Linked DNA regions of Mus musculus: region 2 is linked to region 1. Evidence: chromatin contacts called from public HiChIP or PLAC-seq data. All regions are on one chromosome and are shown on one strand. Each heading gives the region's core, a stretch centred on a gene start, on an enhancer-like site or on the middle of the called end of the contact. The rest is flanking DNA. Distances are from core to core; before and after follow the strand shown.

Region 1 (2,920 bases), core at 108-2,607:
TTTTTCGAGAGAGGGTTTCTCTGTGTAGCCCTGGCTGTCCTGGAACTCACTCTGTAGACCAGGCTGGCCTCGAACTCAGAAATCTGCCTGCCTCTGCCTCTCAGGTGCTGGGATTAAAGGCAAGCGCCACCACTGCCAGGCAGAACTTACCATCTTGTTTCTTTGTTTGTTTGTTTGTTTGTTTGTTTGTTTTTTAAAGCTGAGAACGGAACCCAGGCTTCTCACACCGTAGGCAATCACTCTGCCACTGTGCCATATTCTCAGGTGGTTTTATTGTTTTGGTTTCTTTCTTTCTTTCTTTCTTTCTTTCTTTTTTTCTTTCTTTCTTTCTTTCTCTTGGCTTATTTTATGCATATGAATGTTTAACTCCATGTATATATGTGAACTGTATGCATAGCTGGTGCCTTGGAGGTCAGAAAAGGACATTGGATTCCCCTGAAACTAGAGTTACAGATGGTTGTAAGCCACCAAGTGCATGCTGGGAATTGAACCTGGGTTCTCTCCAGCCACACCGAATTATTTTCTTGTGTTTTTTTACTTTGAGAGAGTGGTCAGGCTGTCTTGAACTCACTCTGTAACCCGGATGGGCCTTGAACTTGCCATCCTCCTGCCTCAGCCTCCTGTGTAGTAGGATTTCCAGGCCTGCTCCATGAGGCCACTTTACTATAATGAGCCAATCTTACACAGTGGTAACTATCTCTCTAGGCTTAGGCCAGTAAACCACAACTCCGGAAGCAGAGACAGCTATTCAAGATCATTGTCAGGTACGTATTGAGGCTAGCCTGAGCTAGAGACCCTGACAGAGAGAGAGAGAGAGAGAGAGAGAGAGAGAGAGAGAGAGAGAGAGAGAGAGAGAGAGAAAGCTAAACAAAAGAAGTTTTAAATAAAAGAATCCACCTAGGAATTTAGATTGGAATCAGAAGAACCAGCTCAGAAATTAAGGGGTTAATTCAGACTTCTAGATCAAATTTGAAGGTGAGGAGCTGAAGCAAGGAGACTTCTGATCTTTGAGGACGGTGGAGAGGAAGTGGCTCATGTCATAGGATCCATACATGTGCAATGTGGTTCTCATCACAGCTGGCGATGACATGCCAGCCAGGCATCCAGCAGAGGGATACAGCCCAGTTCAGAAGCCTTTTCAGTATCATGGCTGAAAGATACTATGTAACCAGGTGTGGGGAAGGAGAGCAGTGTCCTATTGACAGAGGCCTGATAAACATTGAGAGCGTTCATCCTGGGGGTGTGAGACTAAAATAAGTTCCAAGACAGCTTAATGACCCATCCCAGCCTTCTCCCGGGAGTGAGTCACCAGCATTGTATTACCCCTGATCAGCCTTCACTGCCCTGGCGCCCACGACAAAGCCACCGAGATACCACACGGGCTGCACTGCTTCCGGATAAAGCTTTGGGCCTGTACCACAGGGAAGATAACACTAGCCAGCCTCATCAATCATTCCCAGGCATGCTACACTCTCCCTTCACTTCTTACATTCAGGGTTTGCATAAGCAGGCACTGTGTAGAGGTGAAGGTCTCTGTAGTCCTGCAGGGCTCTGTGGCCAGAGTGGACGTGGCCAGTCACTGAGGCCGTCCGGGCCTGCTCCTACCCACAGTACTGCTTGCTAGAGGGACTCCTCACAGCAGGGAATAATGAGACTGGATAGGAGTGGCCTAGTGCCCAATCCAACTGCAGTTCTATCACTTATGAAATAAGGAAAACAGGTGAGCCTGTGATTCCAGCTATTCAGAAGGCCGAATGAAGTAGGAGGATGGTAAGTTCAAGGTTACCCTGGTCTGAAAATCAAGTTCCAGGACAGCCAGGGCTACATAATGAGACACTACCTCAAAACAAAAACAGAAACAGAAACAGAAAAACAAAGCCAGACAAACAAAGGAACGGGCGAGATGGCCAGACTGGAGCAGGGGCTTTGAATTTCCATTCTGGGTCCACAGTGCAGAAGCTGTGTGAAACCAAGTGGTCCTTCAACCTCTTGGAGACTGTCCTTCACGCTCATCAGTGGCAACCTATCAGCTGCTGCTCCTCTGGGGACTGGCTGACATTTTGAGAGCTTAGGGTGCGCTCTGGGTACTGTTCAAAGACCACTGCATATCTGTATCACCTCCAGCATTAGCAATAAACCTAGGCAAGGGACATGTGCTGTTATTATGAACACTCTGCCCCCTCCCACTCCCCACCCCCTCACTCCCCCACCTCTGGCCCCCGCTCAATCTCAGACCAGAGAACAGTGAAGTGGGGAGCTAAAGAGCTTGCCTGGAGTCTCATACAGCTACAGAGCCTGGATTTGGACCTGGGAGGCTGATGGGTATAGCCCATGCCTCACTGGATCCTTTTCTGGTTTTGTTTGTTTGCTCGCAGCAGCACTAGGTTGGAGCCAGCTCCTTGGGGACACCAGGCAAGGCTGTATGTACCTCCTGGTCCTTGGAGTTCATGTTTTCAATTACTACGGGTAGCGCACGGAACACTGGCACATGGGACATGCTCCACGGTTGTTAGTGTTTGACTCAATGTTTGCCTTAACCAGGCATGGTAAACACACCTGTAGCCCCAGCACTTTGGCAACTGGGGTATGGGAATAGCAAGCTCAAGGCTAGCTTGGGCTATACCTTTAAGTTCCAGAATAGTGTGGAAGAGATATTAAGATCTTGTCTTTAAAAAAAAAAAAAAAAAAAAGTACCCAGGTGGTGATAGTGGTGCATGCAGAAGCAGGCAGATCTCTGTGAGTTCAAGACCAGTCTGGTCTACAGAATGACAGTCAGGGCTACCCAAAGAAACTCTGTCTTGAAAACTGAGAGAGAGCGAGAAAGAGAGACAGAGACAGACGAGAGAGACAGAGACAGACAGACAGACAGACAGACAGACAGAGAAGTATTTTTAGTATATTTAGAGAAATATAATACCCA
Region 2 (2,836 bases), core at 244-2,743, 960 kb after region 1:
CGCTGGCTACCATCACTGCCAGGGGACTGACTCTCTTCCCTGGAGAAATGCTATGCAGCAAGGGCAGAGAAAAGCCTGAGAAAGAGGAGGAGGCTGCTGGAGAGCAGTGTCTGCTATGAAGGCAGTAAGAAAAGAAATAAGATTAATAATGAGTTATAGTAATTATTATATCATAGTCATTATATTATATTAATATTATAAATAATATGAATAATTGGAACTCCTGTGCTACACATCCCAGGTAAGGGAGTCCTGTTCTTATTAACAGAAAAGGCACATGCAGGGCCTTTGTTCATTAGGCTGCAAGGTAAGAGCCATGGAAGCCAAGGAGGCAGTGTGCTGTGACCTTGAGTGATGGGAAGGTTGGACCCAGATGGGAGTAGAGGGGCTGCTTCCCTGGGTTGCCTTGGGTACCACGGTGGATTGGGGAAGGGCTCATAGGGCGGCAGAGATTTGAGGAAGAGAGACTTGCAATGGGTCAAATGTGCAGTGAAGTGGGACTCCCCAAGGGCGTGGTGGCAGAGGCAATGGAAAAGAAGAGAGCCAAGAGAAAGGTGAAGAAAGGACAACCCCCAAGTGGACTTGGTGAGTGGGACCGGGAAGAGTAGGAGAAAGACTGAGGTTCCTGGCCTGGGCAACCAGGGGAGCCCAGGGAAAGAGCCTGTGTTCCATTCAGAGGTCCAAAGGCTTTTCATCAGGTCATGGAGCAGGACCAAGATTCTGGGTTGATGCTCCATCAAGTAGCCAGCCCTGTAAAATTGGATCCTGCTGTGCTTTCTGCACAGGTGTCTCTCTCAGCCCTGCCAATGTAAGCAGGTGAAACTTACATACATGCAGATATATGCAAATGAGCAACCCGGCCTGGGCCCAGAGCCAGAGAGGCAAGTCCTCCCCCACCTCCAGGGACCCAGAACGGGCCTTCCCAGCCCTGACTCACGAGCTGACATGCCGCCTGGAATGCCATCTCCCCTGCCTGGCTTCCTCTAACTTGGTAAACTTGCTCCTGGAATCTCACTGAAGCTCAGGTCTGAGGTTCCAGGCTGGAACACCGGAAGCCAGGGCTGGGGAGACATTCTAAGTCAGAGTACTTAGAATTGTTCCTCCTCCAAAATCAGGTGATTGGAGGTAGGAGACAGATGCCTGTCTGGGTTAAAAAGTATGCAATGTGGGCCGGCAACATGGCTCAGGCCCTGTGTGAGGCAGAAGGAGAGAACCAGATACTTCCGGTTGTTCTCTGACCTCCATGGACTTGTGCCCCACAGTTTAAAAAGAAATAAAATAAACATTAAAACGTGTGCAATGTACATAGTATTTCCTAAAAACCTTTGACACACACTGGGGCTTTGTAACAACTTGTGAACTGCCTGGTTTACTAGCTCCATTTTACAGATGGAGACACCGAGGCTCATGTCGAAACGTCTTTGTCAGGGAAAACCTGACTTGTGTTCACAGAACTGGCTTTCCAGAGCAGGCAGGCCCTTCTGACTCAGTGTTCTTGGCTCCGCTCTGTGGTTTGTGCTGGGCTGAGAGAAGGGAGGGGGGAGCAGATTCTGGAGTCTGGGGCTCAAATTTTCCCAGACAATCATGGAAAAGAAGTGGTGTGTTTCTTTTGTATATTTAATTTTTTTTCATTTATTTATTTATTTGTGTTATGTGGGGGGATGGAGCCCAGGGCCTTGTGCAAGTTAGGCAGACACTCTGCCAATGAACCTGAGGAAAAAAAAAACTTCATTTCTTTTGCTCCCTGTGCACCCCAGAAAGTAAGTTCTTGCCTTGGAAAAGGGGCCATACCCTTTGAGTTGAACCATGCATTCCCACTGCGGCCCCATCATGCTTGCTTTCTCTCTCCTCTCCCTTCATCCCCTCTCTGTTTCCAGATACAAGGTCCCATAGCATAGCCTAGGCCAGCCTGGAACCCTCAGTCCCTCCTGTTTCTCCAATACGGGAATCATACTGCCAGCACACCGGGGAGTGTGCTCTTTTTATGAACCTACTAAGTACAGAGTCTACAGATTCCACTCAGTGAGTCAGTCACACACTGTGTGCACCTGTGGTTTGTGTGTGTGTTTGGGTGTGCTACAATTGAGGGGGAAATTACTGAATTTAAAACACACTGCATGGGGCTGGAGAGATGGCTCAGCAGTTACGAGCACTTCCAGAGGCCCTGAGTTCAATTCCCAGCAGCCACATGGTGGCTCACAACCATCTGTACTGGGCTCTGATGCCCTCTTCTGGCACACAGATACATGCAGATATATACATAAAATAAATAAATGTTTTAAAAAATGAAATATACAGCACAATGAAGCACCTTACAAACAAGGCATGTGGGCCAAGAACCGGAACTCCTCAGGCCTCGACACCCCCCCCCCCATACACCCTGGCTTGCACACTTTGTCTTTTCCTTCTCTTTACTTACCTCTGTCTGTTGGTGACCTTCACATGAATGGCAGGCCACACACTGGTCTTAAGCTCTGGTTATTTCGAGAGAGGTTTTCACTATGTAGCCCAGGCTGGTCTCAGATTCATAGCCTTCCTGCCTCAGTCTCTCAAGTGCTGGGAGACCAGTCTATCAGCTTCTTGCTGCCCTTAGGGTCCCCTCCTGCAGGACTGTGCCACTCTCTGGGCTTTCCCTAGCACTGCTCCTATTTCCTCCTGTCACGTGCTCTTGGTGGGGTTTACTCCATCAAGACATGAATGGAGTCCTGCAAGGTGTGACTGTGGGACATTGGCACAGGGTTGACATGTGCTAAATGACCTGTGAACACGAACTAAAGAAATAAATGAAAGTGAGGGTGTGTGTTTGAGGGGAGTGGGGTAGTATGCCTCTGTCTCT

The links. HiChIP or PLAC-seq counts read pairs in DNA pulled down with a chosen protein or histone mark.
Region 2: an HNF4G HiChIP or PLAC-seq map of pancreatic cancer cells shows a contact between it and region 1. The contact joins two enhancer-like sites. A contact is called at or near these places in 1 of 115 datasets of contacts at active chromatin or transcription factors (pancreatic cancer cells) and 1 of 9 other capture datasets (liver).

What each region holds. Positions count from the first base shown.
Region 1 is chr11:94,188,359-94,191,278 of GRCm38.p6, forward strand. No RefSeq gene overlaps it. Among named protein-coding and RNA genes, the nearest start is that of Tob1, 22 kb to the right of the region's middle. Within about 2 kb of position 1,358, at least 54 of the 459 cell types and tissues checked have an H3K27ac peak or open chromatin away from gene starts, as enhancers often do. A contact at or near this core is called in pancreatic cancer cells, where this site is marked.
Region 2 is chr11:95,152,403-95,155,238 of GRCm38.p6, forward strand. The region is part of intron 1 of Dlx4os (distal-less homeobox 4, opposite strand); the gene reads left to right. Among named protein-coding and RNA genes, the nearest start is that of Dlx4, 8.0 kb to the left of the region's middle. Within about 2 kb of position 1,494, at least 19 of the 459 cell types and tissues checked have an H3K27ac peak or open chromatin away from gene starts, as enhancers often do. A contact at or near this core is called in pancreatic cancer cells, where this site is marked.